Regions from separate parts of the Macaca mulatta genome. Here region 2 is linked to region 1. The links are chromatin contacts, called in public Hi-C maps. All regions are on one chromosome and are shown on one strand. The core of a region is the stretch at or near the end of the contact, and the rest is flanking DNA. Distances in the headings are between cores, read along the strand shown.

Region 1 (6,994 bases), core at 1,193-3,692:
CACATTTAGCTTACTGAGCATCCATTCTAAATGGCATTTGAGGTGCCTTCTATGTGCAGAAGCAGGTAGTGACACAAATGCATGAGTGGTGCATGGTCCCCACGCCAGGGACTAGTATGGAAGGCTCTGCTTCTCAAACTCCAAGACAGGTGCCCCCGGAGTCTCGTTGAGATGTAGATTCTTGTGCAGTGAATCTGGGCAGGGGGAGGGTCTGCTTTTCTAACGGGCTCCCGAGGGCTACAGAGGCAGCTATCCTGGTCCGGGATCCATGTTCCCAGCCTGAAGACCGGTGGCACTGGCCATCCCTGAGAGCTTGTTTGATATGCAAATTCTGGGGCATCCCAGACCTCCTGCCTCAGAATCCCTGGGAGTGGTGCCTGGGGACCTGGGTTTATACAGGCCTCCAAGAGATTCAGATGCCCTGGCAAGTGTGAGCACCATGGGGGCCAGACCACGGCAACAGCCCATCCAGGAGCTGCACTTTGCCCTTCCCGCACGCTGTAAGATACCATTAAGCAGCCCATGCCGTCCACTAGGCCAGGCGCAGCCTCAGCACCCTCCAGGCAGGAGTCCAGGTCCCCAGGATGATCGTATGACACCCCAGGTCTACATAGACACTAAGCAGACAGCAGATGGTCCCCCAAGATGTGATAGATGCTACCCAAGTGAGACGTGAAGTTACCTGGGTGCTCGGTCTGGGGAGGGAGCAACCTCTGGTGCTCTGGGGGAGAGGAAGTGTTGAGGTGTCACAGGAGAGGTGAGACGTGATCTTGGGCTTGGAGGGGAAGGAGGAGTCGTCCAGGGCAGCAAGGGAGGGCACTCCAGGCCGAGGTCACAGCACGGGCAGAGGCACAGAGGTGGGAAAGCTCGTTGCTTGGAAACTGCGTAAATCAGCTTAGAGCCAGGCCCTGAGCTCCAAAATGGAGATGGGGTCATGGGAGGAGAACCGGGGAGCAGGCGAGCCAGGAGGCTGGTGTGAGAGACAGGGCCTAGGACGCATCCCGGGAAAGCCCCTGCCCACCCACTTTTCTTCCCAGGCCCCTTTCCTGAGACCCTGCTGGGAAAAAAAAAAAGAGACGACAGCACAGGAGGAGCAGAGAGGGGTCGACGTGATTTCAGACACTCCAAGATAAACAGGGAAACTAAGAGTTGAGACTCGTTACATTAGCCATGGGAAAAATCACCATTAGGCACCGCATTTTAATACAGCATTCTGTCTGGTTTTGATTTCACAGATGTAAAAAAAAAAAAAAAAATTGCAGGCAATCTGTAATTAAGTTGGACTACTTCAAACTGTTTCTATAAACCATATTTGGGATCCTTCCAGTGTTTCTGAGATTCAATTTACAGAGATTTCTTCAAATCAAAAAAATAAAGAAAAAAGAAAGAGAAAAAGAACCAAACACGGTCCGTGGGGAGCAGCGGTTGGGGTCCCAGCCGGTGTGATGCTCCCACAAGGGGCCTCCCTTTGCTGGTGTAATTGGCGTAATTCACATTGTTCTGATTACAGAGGGCCTGTGAGATGCTGCGTTTAGGACACATTCTGGAGGTTTTCCTTCCTGCATGCAATTTCATCCGCATCTTTATCAGCGAGAATTTTGCTGTTAATAGAACGTGTGTTCCCATGCTAAGCGTGAAACTGGAGTCACACATCTGGGCAGGTGCTGGGCCCACAGGTGCTAGGTTCTGTGGGGTCCGGTCGGATCTGGGAGACCTAGCTTGGAGGCGTCCACCCCAGGCAAAGAAGAGCTGCCTCAGAGTCCCCAGCCTGTGCCACCCTCTCAGGGCTCCCCCAACCAGGTGAGCTGGATCCTGGGGTCTCCACAGACACCTCGGCTAGTCCTGACCTGCTGGCCAGATACCCACCGGCCCTGCCTTCCAGAGGGCCCCTCTGCATCATCTTCACACCCCAGGGCCTCCCAGCTGCCCCCCCTGCAGGGCTGCTGGAACTTTCTCCCGAGACAAAGCCTGCCATTGTGCCTCCCTGGAACCCGTCTCCGCAGTGGGGGGACAGGGTGTGTTGAGCGTCCTGGGTCCAGTGTCCCCGGCGTGTCCTGCATCTCGGGAGCCAGCTCCTCTGCAGCTGAGGCCCCGTGAGTCACAGCAGCTTCCTCAAATGCTTTGGCTGGTCACATCCCCCTGCCTCGCCAGAACCCTGGATGCCGGAGCCCTCCCAGCGAGAGCCGTGTTTATTTTACTTTACATACATTTTCCAACACGGAGCAGCTTGAACACACGCAGCTCTTACGCCCAGGGCGCACATCTCAGAAGCCCCATGTGCGACTCTGACTGCCTTATGATCCTCTGTCGGGGAAGGTGGGCCCGCCTTGCTTTGGGGGGACCCGCGCCCGACACTGATGTCTCAGTGCTGTCGTCTGCCTCTTGGCCCCTGCTGGTCCCCTCTGGGAGCAGAGGCGGTCGGAAAGCCCCGGGGCCCACATGCAGGCTTCGGGAGGAGGCAGCCCGCCAAGATCGGCTCCCGGCACGTGATGGGAGTCTGGCTCACCTTCCCCCAGCACACGATGGGGCTGGAGCCTCCCCGGTCGGCCTGGCCTGCTAGAAAGGAACGGCTCTGTTTCCAGAGGCTTCTGGCGAAGCCCATGGCCTCCCATTGTTGGCTGATTTATAAGGAGGGGAAAGGCCAAGTGTGGATGCCATTAGCATAACCTAATCCAGATCCCACGACAAGTCCAGGATCCCGCAGGGGAGAGGGCATCCTTGAACGTGAAGGACTGGGTTTGGAAACTTGTCCTACCAGAAGAAAGGTCTCCGGGCCCACCCACACCCCCCTTCTGGATGCCCCCGGAGTCAAATGCACTCCTCAGTAAGATGGACCATGAACAGCAGCAGCAGCCGGTGTGGGCCCAGCGATTGGAAGCTCAGAGTGTAGGTACCTGACTTGACTCGTCCCCAGGACAAGGCCTGTGAGCGGGAGGGGGTGCTCTGAGTGTGCAAATGTGTGAGAGCATCTGTCTGTGGGTCTGGGCACACGAGTGTATATGTGTTTGTGTGTGCATGTACTATATTCACGTGTGTGAGTCTGTGAATGTGTGTGTCTATGCATCTGGACACACAAGTGTGTATGCGTTTGTGTGTGCATGTACTATATTCATGTGTGGAGTGCGTGAATGTGAGAGTGTGTGTCTGTGGGTCTGGGCACATGTATGTATGCATGTGTTTGTGTGTGCATGTACTATATTCATGTGAGTGTGCAAATGTGTGAATGTGAGTGTGGGTCTGGGCACACGAGTGTGTATGCATGTTTCTATTGTATTCATTTGAGTGTGTGTACATGTGAATGTGTGTGTGTTATCTGTACACACAAGTATATATACATGTGTGTGTGCATGCATTGTATTCATGTGTGTGTGAGTGTGCGAATGTGCAAGTGTGAGTGTACAAATGTGAGAATTTGAGTGTGCCTGGGTGTCTGGATATGCGAGTGTATGTGTGTGCCTGTGTTCGTATCAATGTATGGGTGTGCCCGTGGTTATGAGTATGTGTCTGTGCCTGGATGTCTGGATATGTGTATGCCTGTGTATCCATGTCTGGGTGTACCCATGGGTGTGAGTGTGTGTGCATGTGTGTCTGGATATGTGTGTGCCTATGTGAGCGTGTATCCATGTTTGGGTGTGGCCATGTGTGGATGTGTCTGTGCATGGGTGTCTGGATATGTGAGTGCCTGTGAGTACGTGTGTGTGTATCCATGTCTGGGTGTGCCCGTGGGTGTGACTGTGAGTGTGTGTGTCTGCGCACGGGTGTCTGGATATGTGCATGCCTGTATGAGTGAGTACCCACTGGGTGTGCCCGTGGGTGTGAGTGTGAATATGTAAGTCTTGTGTGTGCATGAGTGTGTTCACATGAGTGTGAGGGTCTGTGCATAGGAGCCTATTGTGTGAGTGTGTGCATGTGGATTGCATTTATGTAAGTCCGTGTCTGTGTGCACACACGTGTCCCCGCACAAGCCAGCCTGAGAGGGAGTGTCCCCTGAACACACCCTGACAGCACTTGCAGCGTGACGAGGTTGAGGGAATGTGTCGCTGAGGTCATAAATGCCTCTCGCACGTCCCAGCACCCTGGAGCACCAGCGGCCCGTGATGCCGGCCGTGCAGCCGTGAAGTCCATGGAGTGTCCCCAATCACCGGGGTTCCGCTTTGCGGCGACCGCAGTGCCACTCACAGCTCTAGAACTCTGCAGCCTCCCGCCTGAAACGGGAACGGGAAGGGGAATGGGGAGGTGGTGCGGGCGTCCACACCTAGAGCCACAGCCGGCGGGAGGCACAGGCTGGCAAAACGGCCTCTCAGTAGTGAGAAGAGACAAACAAACCCAGTGCCAGGAGCAGAGGAAATGAAGACCATGTGGCCAAGAGAAATTGCATTTTTCTTTCCAGTTTTGCTAAAACAGGCTTCTCACTGGCTGCGGCTTTGGGGTGGCAGAAATCATACGTTTGATCACGGCGCCCTCCTGCTTGCCAAGGGGCTGTCTCCAGCAGGGGCTGCACTGCTGTGCCCTCCTGTCCCTGGAGGCTCTGGTGGCCCCGCTCCCCACACTGCCAGACTGGGGATGGTGCCACACTGCTGTCACCCCGGAATGGCCTGGGGTGATCGGTCTTCCTTAGCACAGAGCTGAGTTAGGAGCTCTAGAATCAGTCCCAGCAACGTGAGGCTCTCCCTCTGGTGTGAGGGTCGTCTCGTCTGCTTACGAGACGGGACCACAGTGCAGATCCCAGCCCGGGCAGGGGAGGGGCAAATCTACGCCCACTTCAAGCTTCCATTTCTGCGCGCCTCAAAGTCGAGGCTTCCTCCAACGCTGCTTGGCCGGCCCCGACGCCTGCAGAGCTCTTTTCACCCCTCTTCTTCCCGCCTCTAGCCCTTGCTGAGTCTTCCGCTGGCCACCGCACCTGGCCTGGGCACACCAGCATCACGCCCATTCCCACATGCCACCCTGGTGGGCCAAAGAGCTCCGCCATCCAGAGCGGGAGGGAGGGTGGGCATCTTTGGGAAAATGAAAGTTTGCTTCACAATAGCTGAGCTTTAAGTAGCAGTGAGGTAGACGAAGACACAAGTGCCTGGCTCCGTCCCAAACGTGGCTGAGCTCCCCATGCTGGTGAGCCTTGTGTGGAAGCGAGGCCAGCTGCCACCCTTTGGAGTCCAGCACCTCCGTGTCCCTCCTTCCCGTGGAGTCCAGCACCTCCGTGTCCCTCCTTCCCGTGGAGTCCAGCACCTCCGTGTCCTTCCTTCCCGTGGACTCTGGAACGTCCCCGTCCCTCCTTCCCGTGGAGTCCAGCACCTCCGTGTCCTTCCTTCCCGTGGACTCTGGAACGTCCCCGTCCCTCCTTCCCGTGGAGTCCAGCACCTCCGTGTCCTTCCTTCCCACGGACTCTGGCACGTCCCCGTCCCTCCCTCCCGTGGAGTCTAGCACCTCCGTGTCCCTCCTTCCCAGTAGGAACAGAAAGCTGGGAAAGCGCCAGGGTGACAAGGGAGAGCCCCAGGCAGACGGGCTAGAGGGGAACGGGTGCTCTGGGAAGAGGCTGGAGCAGTTAGGGGCCGCACCCCTCAGCAGGTGTAGGCTGGGCAACCATATCATGGCATCTGGTAAGATGGACACCAAACATCGCCTCAGGGAAAGCATGGAGCCTCGAGAGACTGGCACCCAGGCGGGGCAGGGGGAAGAGCTGGTGAGGGTGAGGGCGGGAAGGGGCGGGAGTGTCCCTGTGATAAGTCTCTGTGTCGCCGCTGCCCCTGACCACACCAGTTCTTCCCCACCTGTGGCCCCAGGGGCTTGGAGCTCCCAGTAGCACAGAGCTGGGACACCCTTCTATGCTCTGCTCACCCAGCTGTTGCCTGCCCTCATTCACAACAGTCCTAGCAGGCCTGGAGACCTGTTTTCCCATCCATGACAAATCCAGAGGAGGAGCCAGAGGGTCTCTGATACACCAAAGCAGTTGGGGCCTGTGGCGAGCACAGGGAATCTCAGCTCCCAACGAGCTGGCATGTGTTAGGGCTGCTGAGACGCCACAGCACGCCCATCGCACACAGGAGAGGGCTTGGGGATGTGTCTGAGCCACAGCAGTGTTGCCTGAGGAAGATGGACAGCTCAAGCCTGTGGCTGGTGCCCACAAAGCTCTGCTTCGACTCCAAGTGCTTCCCACAGACCCCAATCTATACCCCTGGCCCACTGCCTGCCACCACAGTGGGCTCACCTACATTTCGCCTCTCCGCAGGAGGCCCGCCTCCCTCCCGTCTCCCAATCCCCAACCTCCCAGCCAGCTTCCACCTCCCACCTTTGGCTGGGCTCTCCCCACTCCCTAGAGGACCTCCCTCCCCCAAGCCCATGGGCCGCCTTCTCCAAGGACGCCTCCCTGTCCCACCCACCAGGCAAGGTGGGCCCAGCAGCGTCTCCTTTTCACTGTGCACCTCCTCCTGTGGCCGGGTCCTGGGCTAAGGGCTTCACATGCTACTTTTACAAGTCAGGTTTATTGAGGTATCATGTGCACATATAAGGCTCACCCCTTTTCGATGTACAGCCGATGACTTGGTAAACGTCTAGAGTGGGGCACTTCTGCCCCGAGAGAAGCAGCCCACATTTTGTCCCTCTGCAGTCAGGTCCCTTCCCGGCCCCCAGCAACCACCTCTCTCTCCTCAGTCCTACAGTTTTGCGTCCTCTAGAATTGTCCTGTGAGTGACTCCTACAGGATGGAGCCTTTTGTGTCTGGCTTCCTTCACTTTGAAGCAGGCTTTGGAGGACCCGTGCGGTGGCACCAGCATCCTGCCCTCGGCACTGCTGAGTTGTAGGTTGTGGGACAGGTGGAGGCACCACAGTTGTTCACGTGTTCGTCTGTGGATGGGCATGTGGGCTGTTGTGAGTGAAGCAACTTTAGACATTCGCACGCAGGTTTGGCGGGGACGTGAGGTTTCATTTCTCTTGAGAGCGGGATTGCTGGAGCCTATGTTAAGGGTATGTTCAACTCATCAGCTCAACTGTCTTCCAAATG
Region 2 (6,994 bases), core at 1,716-4,215, 240 kb before region 1:
ATCCATTTTGGGTGTAGGCTGCTGTTAAGACTAGCGCTAGGGACTCCCTATCAGGGGATGGGGGGCTCGGGGTGGGCTGGGCGTCCTCCTGAAGGCTCGTGGCTGCCCTGCTTCCCTTGTGCTTCTCCAGCAGGACTGCACCCTCGGCGGGGCTGGCCAGCACTGTTTTGGGACTGGCATTGACTGAGGCGTGGTTATCCATCCCCCCTTGGCTCCCCCCGTTCTCTGGCTGAAGCTGGTTGCCTCTGCCTTGGCCCTGGGTTTTCTCAGCCTGGCCAAGCAAGCCTTGATGTCCATCTGCCTCCAGCCCCAGCTGACGTCTGGTCACTGCAGGGAGAGTTGTCACCTGCACACCCCCTGGGGAGCCCTGGGCAGGGCCACAGGCCACCTTCCCTCCTTCTACAGTGCCCCCTTTGCGACCTGAGAGGTTCACTCGCCGAGGGCTCTGGGCAGCAGGTGTCGGCTCCTGCAAGCCCAGGATGCCATCTGCACTCTCAGCTGCTCCGGGCCCTGGGAGCGGGAGCTGACGTAGGGGGCTCGAAGCTGGGTCCTGGGACCTCCTGCTGGGGTGGGTGTTGGACACACAAGCAGGACTTGGCACAGGGACCAACCAAGCCTCCCTGCCCCGGGGGGCAGTCAGTGAGGAGGCCCCTGCCGGTGCAAACTCACTATCCTCAAAGTCAGGCCTCCCTGCCGTCGGGTAGCAGCGCCCACCTGCTTTGCCTGCAGAATGTCCCTGGGCAGTATGGCTGTGACTGGCACCAAAAGGCCAGGTGGCATCCAGAGGTGGAGCCCCGTCACCCTGAAATGCCAAGTCAGGGGCCAGATGGACAGCAGGGCTGCCAAAAGCTTCTGGAGCAGGAGTCTCTCGGTGGGGCCGGTCTGCTGCGCCGGGTTCTGGCAGGAACCCTCCTCTCTGTTCACAGGGAAGCGGCCACAGGGAGTCTTTACTTTCTTGTGAGCCGGCGGCCTCCTTATTCTTAGGAAATGAAAGTTCCTGGTTGGGGCTGCACTTTGCTAAGCTCCCGGCATCCAGCTGTGGCCCCGGCTGTTTGCTGGGGTCAGGCAGGCAGGTATCTGGGGGGACCCCGCTGTTTCCTTCTGCCTGGGAGAGTCCAGTCTTGGAGGCTCTGGCTTTTTGCACCGGCTGAAAATGGAAGTTGGCTCCCCTGGGGCTGAAAGGAGTCCCAGAAACCAGGTCTTCCTGGGCACAGGGGCGAAGGGCTGCCTCTCCCGAATGGAAGGAGGCTGGGCAGGGCCACGTCCCCCCGGGCCTCCCCTGAACCCCTTCCACGGTGGCCACAGCCGTTTCCGCACCCTCTCGATGTGCGGTAGATTCCCCAACGCCCGTGAGGTCAGCTGCTGAGAACGTGTCCTTGTGGGGCACAGTGGCCTGGCACGTGTGCGGTTGGGAGGGTGGCTCTGTGCCTGTGTCCAGCTCCACCCGGCCCACAGACTCAGCTTCTCCAAGTTCTCTCGGGGCCCCATGGGTTTCTTTGCTTCTTTGCAGCTGACTTTCTAACTCGGTGACCAATTTCTGGATCTCCAGTTCGTCCTCGGACAGGTGACTCATAAGAGTGACATTACATCCGCTCCCCTTCCCAGGCAAAGGCGGGGCATTGGGAGCCACTCTCCGTTCAGGGGGACACATCTTACTGAGCACCTTTCCCCCCGAGAGATCAGGAAAATGGCTAGGCACCATCGGGGATACTTCCTCAAGCAGCAAAAAAGAGGGGTACGGTGGATCTAACGGTGGCGTCTTCTGGGGAGGGTCGGCACATGCAAATGGCAGCTGGGGGTCCCTGTTTGCAGACAGGCTGCCATAGAGGGGTGGGTCGAATCTGTCCACCGGCAGGTCCGGGAAAAGGGATGTGGACTCCAAGGTCAGTGGCGATGCGGCTCTGCCTGGGTCCGTTTCAGCCATGCCAGGTGGCCTCTTAGGCAGCTGTGGCTCGAGGGAACCGGCATCCTCGCCATCCTGGCAAAGGCAGGAGCTGCTGGCCGGCGGGGCATCTGTGGCTGAGGGCTTGGGGTGCAGTTCTTCCAGGAAACAGCCAGCCAGGTCTTTGGGTCCAAGGAACAACTCACTGTGGGGGCTGCTGTAGGACTGAGGCCCCTTTTTGGCAACCGGAACCCCCAAGGGGTCTCCGTTAAAACCAGCAGGGTCACAGCCCAAACTGGAGACCTTTGAAGACAGAACACTGGGTTTGGGGCAGGCGGTACTTGAGGGGTTAGCCATGGGTGCCAGAAATTCTCCAGGCTGGTGGGCAGGGGGGTCCTTGCTGTTGTGGGAGACAGGAGGGGCCTGTGTGCACCCAGGACCACCCAGCAGGCTGCCCACACCTGGCGTTGGTGAGCTTCCGTGGGGCGCTGTGTTGGCGAGGCTTCCGGATAACTCGGGGGTGCCGGCGTCATGTCTGCTGGGCTGTGGCTGCTCTGGCGTCAGGAGACAGCGGCTTTCTCCCACACAGGCGGCTGGAGGAGAACGCAAAGGCTCTGTGAATTCTGCGGTGTCTGGGGGTGACTCTTTGGCAATTTCAGGCTCCTTGGCCTCCTGGGGCAAGTCCAGCGATGGGGGGGTTTCCTCTGGGGTCTCGGTGTTGGTGGGGACCTGCAGGGGATCCTTGGGGGCCACTGAGGGGCGATCAGCACACTTGGGGCCTCTCTCCCTGGCGGCCACTCCCGGCTCCAGGCTTCGAGATGGGCCATGGGCCTGAGGGCTCCTGCCCGGGCCTGGGCGAGGCCTGCCTGGCTCCTCGGGGTTCGGGGGGGCTCTGTCCCCGCCGGCTTCCTGCCTCACTGCCTTCCGGGGTATCTGCTGCTCTCCATCCTCTCTGGGACCCGGGGTCGAGTCCACTTCCTTCCTCTTCTCGCCTCGGCACCGCCGGCCTCTGAAGCCGGGGCCCCGCTGCGGAGGCGGCTCGTCCTCCTCGGACTCCGAGGCGTAGTCGTACTCGCGGAGCCTGCGGTCCTCGGCACCGGGCTGGGGCCTCTCCGCCGCCAGCGAGCTGCGCCTGCCCGTCTGCCGCCCCAGCCCCAGCCGCCGGTAGCGCTTGTTCTTCTGCTGCACGATTTTCAGGATGAGCTCCTTGCCCCAGGTGCCGCCCCGAGCCTTCCTCTTCCTGGGGTCCTTCTTGGGGGGCAGCCGGAGGCGCTGGGAGCTCCGGGTCTCCTCGGGGAGGGCGGCGGCTCCCCGAGACTGGCGGGCGGGGTCTGCACGGCCTTCGGGGCCCTGAGTTCTAAGGCCCCGGGGGCGGGGTGGGGGCCGCTCCCCGAGACTGCCCTTCCTCCTGGGCCTCAGGCCGGAGGCTCTGCTGCCCCCGCCCGACCCCTCTGCTGCGCTGGCCGTGCCCAGATCCTTCCGGAACAGCTTCAACTGCTTCCCTCTCCTCTGCTGCCTGCCCTGGCTGGGCGCATCCGCCTCGATGGGGGCCAGACCCAGGGAACGCGTTTTGGGCCTGCCCCAGGCTGGGCCGCCCCTGTCCCCAGGGCGGGGGGCTTGGGGGTCCGGTGTGGCTGCTGGGAGCGGGGGCGGAGCTTTGTTCTCCGGAGTCACCCCCGCCTTGGTCTTGGGGGGCTGTCCAGTGCTGGGACCTCTGGGCCCGGAAGGCTCCTCGTCCGCAAAGACGTCGATGAAGCTGCTGTCGATCTCGGGGTTGTCCGACTGGTACTCCATGCCGTTGAGCGCCTCGGTGATGAGGCTGTCCAGCTTGGCGTCGTCTTCCATATCCAGGTCCGAGGCGGGGAGCGGGAAGGGGGTGGCGGCCAGGCTGGGCAAGAAGCCCGTCCTCAGCGGGTCGTCTTTACCCTCCGCCTGGGCGTCCCCGGCCAACAGGAAGGTCTTCGTGTGGTTGAGCAGGACCGGATGTGCGTCGGCGGGGACTTTGGGGGCAGCGGTGGGCGAGGGGAGCCCAGGGGGGCCTGGGGACCGCTGGTGGCCATCCTTGGCCCTGGCCAGGAGCAGGCCGCAGAACTGCCGGTGTGCCAGGAAGGCTGCCAGGCTGCTGTAGTTGCGGTCGCACTGCCTGCAGGTCAGCAGCACGTCCAGCTGGTCCAGGCTGGCACTGCTGAGGGAGAAGTGGTGTGTGGGGTACGGGGGCGGCACGCGGGGGAAGTCCTGCAGCCCTCCCCGGCCCACCTCGGGGCCCTCGTGGGGGAATGGGGTCTCCTCCAGGCACTGGAAGGCACCCTCGGCTCCCAGCCCATCTGCGGGAAAAGGAAAGGCCTTGGCTGGCTCTGGCTGGTAGTGGGTGGGGAGGGAGTGGGGGGGCTCCGGGGACGGGAAGGGGCTGCCCGTCTCCTGGGGGTGAGTGGGTGGGTGGAAGAAGGCCGGGGGCCCCAGTGAGCTGGGGAGCTGGCTTTCCTCTGAGCTGGGGTTGGCGGGGCTGCTGGACATCGGCGACAGGGAAGAGCAGGTGCTGCCGGCCGTGTTGGTGGCCGGTGACGGCAGCGGGGACTCGCTGGGGGAGGCTCCCACCACCCTGGGTGGGGGCAGGCTGGGTGTCCCGTGGGGTGAAACCTGGGGCTGGGCCACCCCGAAGAACAGGGGCTGGGCTCCAGGGTCTGTCATTCCGTTGTAGGTGAACAGCACTGGGGAGCCGCCTGGGCTGCTTCTCACGGCTGGCAGCTTCTCCCCGGGTCCCGGTGTCTTGCCAGCAGTGCCCAGGGCTCCTTGGCTGCTCCCCTGCCACTCGGGGGCCCCCGCGGGGAAAGGCAGCCGGCTCAGCATCTCCATTCCATGGGGGCTTGGCCCAGTGGTCGGGAGCACCTGGGACCAAGGCAGGGGGGCACTCTGGGGCAGGCAGAGCCGCTGGCCTGGGCTGGGCTGGCTGTTAAAGAACACACTCCTGGTGGCAGCCAGGGGGCCCCTGGGAGGTGTGGGGTAGGGGGCTGCTGTGGGATCCCACAGCTGGGGCAGCCTGGCAGGTGGGGGCCCTGGGGCAGCCAGCTCAGTGTCCAGAGGCCCCGGGCTGGTGTCCACCCCGCTGGCTCCGTATGCCTGCCCTGGAAAGTGCCTCTGGGGTAGGGAGCTAGGGGGCCCTCTGGTACTCCCCAGCCCATCCTGGGCTGAAGGTGGTCTTTCGGGAAGGATTTTGGTCAGGCTCTTGTGCAAACTGTCGGAGAAGGGTCTCGGGGCCGAGTGAGCAGCTCCAGGGGGAGAGAGGGCACCACTGAGGTTGCTGTGGGGGTTGAGGCCACCTGCCTGGCCCTGGTAGCAGGGTAGGGGTGAGGGCGCAGGCTGGGTGGGCAGCGGGTAGGCAGGGCCCGTGCCCACGGCCTCCTCCGGCCACGCTCCCTGGGGCTGGTGGAAGGCAAACACCAGTGGCCCATCGGTGAATGCGTGCCCAGCCACATCCGCAGGGAAGGGTTTTGTGCTGGCCCCATGCAGTGCCGGGAAGGGGAACTGGAAGGAAACTCCCCTGGGGCTGCCGCCGGGCCTGCTGCCTTTGGGAATGGGCTCCGGCTCGGCGGGGGGAACCCCAAAATTAGCACCTGGGAAGCTATTCTCAGCAGCGGGAGGCCAGGAGTCGGCCCCACTGGCCTGGAATTCGGGATAGGAACCGGGCCGGAGGGGGCTGGTGCCCCTGCTCTGGGGGGGCCCCGGGGCTGGGGGTCTGGGGGTGGCGCTTGGTGAGGTATAGTTGGTGGAGGTAAAGCTGGAGGGTGTCTCCTGGAAGCACCTGTGGAAGCCAAGCTCTTCGGCGGTGGACTGGGCCTCAGTCCTTGGGAGGCCCGGCCTGAGTGGAGTTCCAGTCCCAAGGGCCCGGGGGGCCTCCGCCTCAGGGAGCTGGGCAGCCTCCAGCTGTGGGTTCTCTGGTGTCTCGTCCAGGATGGGCTTGGTCCTCGAGCTGGCGATGCTCAGACTGTAGCACTGCGGGGGGCTGCCCTCTGCCCTGCCCGCCAGCCTTGAGGGAGCCTGCAAGGGGCTTCTCCCCGGTGGGGTCTGGGGGCTGCCCCCATTCCCAGGGGTGCTGCTCAGGGCCTGGCCTCTCAGGGGTGGGGGCTTGGGCTCCCCATCCCTGGCCTGCCTTGGCTGGACCTCGGGGAGCTCCATGGCCTGGGCCCGGCCGCCAGCCTCCCTGGCATCCTTGGTGGTCCTGCTGGCTGGGGTGTTGTCCTCCAGTGGGGGCTGGGAGGGGCGCCCCAGGCTGCTGGCAACTTGGCAGGGCTGCAGGTCTCCAGTCATGGTGGGGGGTGGCGCTCCTCGGGGGCGCTCACCAGGCATGGCCCCTCCGTCCTGGCGCTAGGACGATGCAGCTGTCCGAGTGGGGCCCCGGGTAGTGGGCTGGACGGCCATCCTCAGCCCTCGGTGGGCCCCAGGGAAGCCTGCGCTCATGGTCCTGAGTGGAGCCTGGAAGGAAAGGTCAGGGGTGAGTGGGGCGGAGGGGCTGGGCGGCCCTCGCCTAGGCGGGGAGCTTCCAGGCTCTCCATGCGAGCGTGGCTGGGCCGGAAGCAGAAGATGCTACGTGCAGCCATCGCAGAAACTCCGAGCTTAGCAGGGATGCTCGGCTTGGCCCCTAGGAGAAGCAGGAAGGGAGAGGGCGTCCCGCCAGATGGAGCAGGGATCCTTCCCCATCTCAGGGAGAAGAGGGGCGGTGGAGCGTAGAGAGCGAGTGGAGGGGGGAGGCAGTGGGGAGCTTTCTGGGGTGTGAGAAGGCCGCTTACAGCCTCAGAGCAGTCCTTGGCCAGGCTGTGGAGAGGACAGGCCCCACCTGCCAGGCTGTGGAGAGGACAGGCCCCTGTGTGGGGCACAAGCTCCGGGCCTGCAGGAACTGCCCCAGGGCAGGATCCTGGGAGCGTCCAGGAGGGCCCAGGCAGATGCCTACACCTGCCATGGGGAGGGCCTTGCGGCAGGAGGCTGCGTTGCAGGACGTAGGGAACTGAGGTAGCAGAGGCTCAACCTGAACCTTCTCCAGGCCTGGGTGGCTGGTTCTGAGCGGAGCCTCCCCTGCTGTCAGCCAGGGTTTCCCTGCCACCAGGTCTCACAGGGTAA

Evidence for each region. A called contact is a pair of places that touch in the nucleus more often than the background predicts.
Region 2: a contact with region 1 is called in a Hi-C map of sperm, with 3 times the contacts expected there. The contact joins two enhancer-like sites. A contact is called at or near these places in 2 of 14 Hi-C or Micro-C datasets (liver and sperm).

Annotation. Positions count from the first base shown.
Region 1 is chr20:83,572,354-83,579,347 of T2T-MMU8v2.0, reverse strand. All of the region lies in intron 1 of ZNF469 (zinc finger protein 469), which reads right to left. Among named protein-coding and RNA genes, the nearest start is that of ZNF469, 85 kb to the right of the region's middle. Within about 2 kb of position 2,442, at least 5 of the 40 cell types and tissues checked have an H3K27ac peak or open chromatin away from gene starts, as enhancers often do.
Region 2 is chr20:83,814,297-83,821,290 of T2T-MMU8v2.0, reverse strand. It overlaps ZNF469 (zinc finger protein 469), which reads right to left. Exons shown (of 5, transcript XM_077986691.1): 5 at 1-6,352. The coding sequence starts at 6,226. Among named protein-coding and RNA genes, the nearest start is that of ZFPM1, 23 kb to the left of the region's middle. Within about 2 kb of position 2,965, at least 7 of the 40 cell types and tissues checked have an H3K27ac peak or open chromatin away from gene starts, as enhancers often do.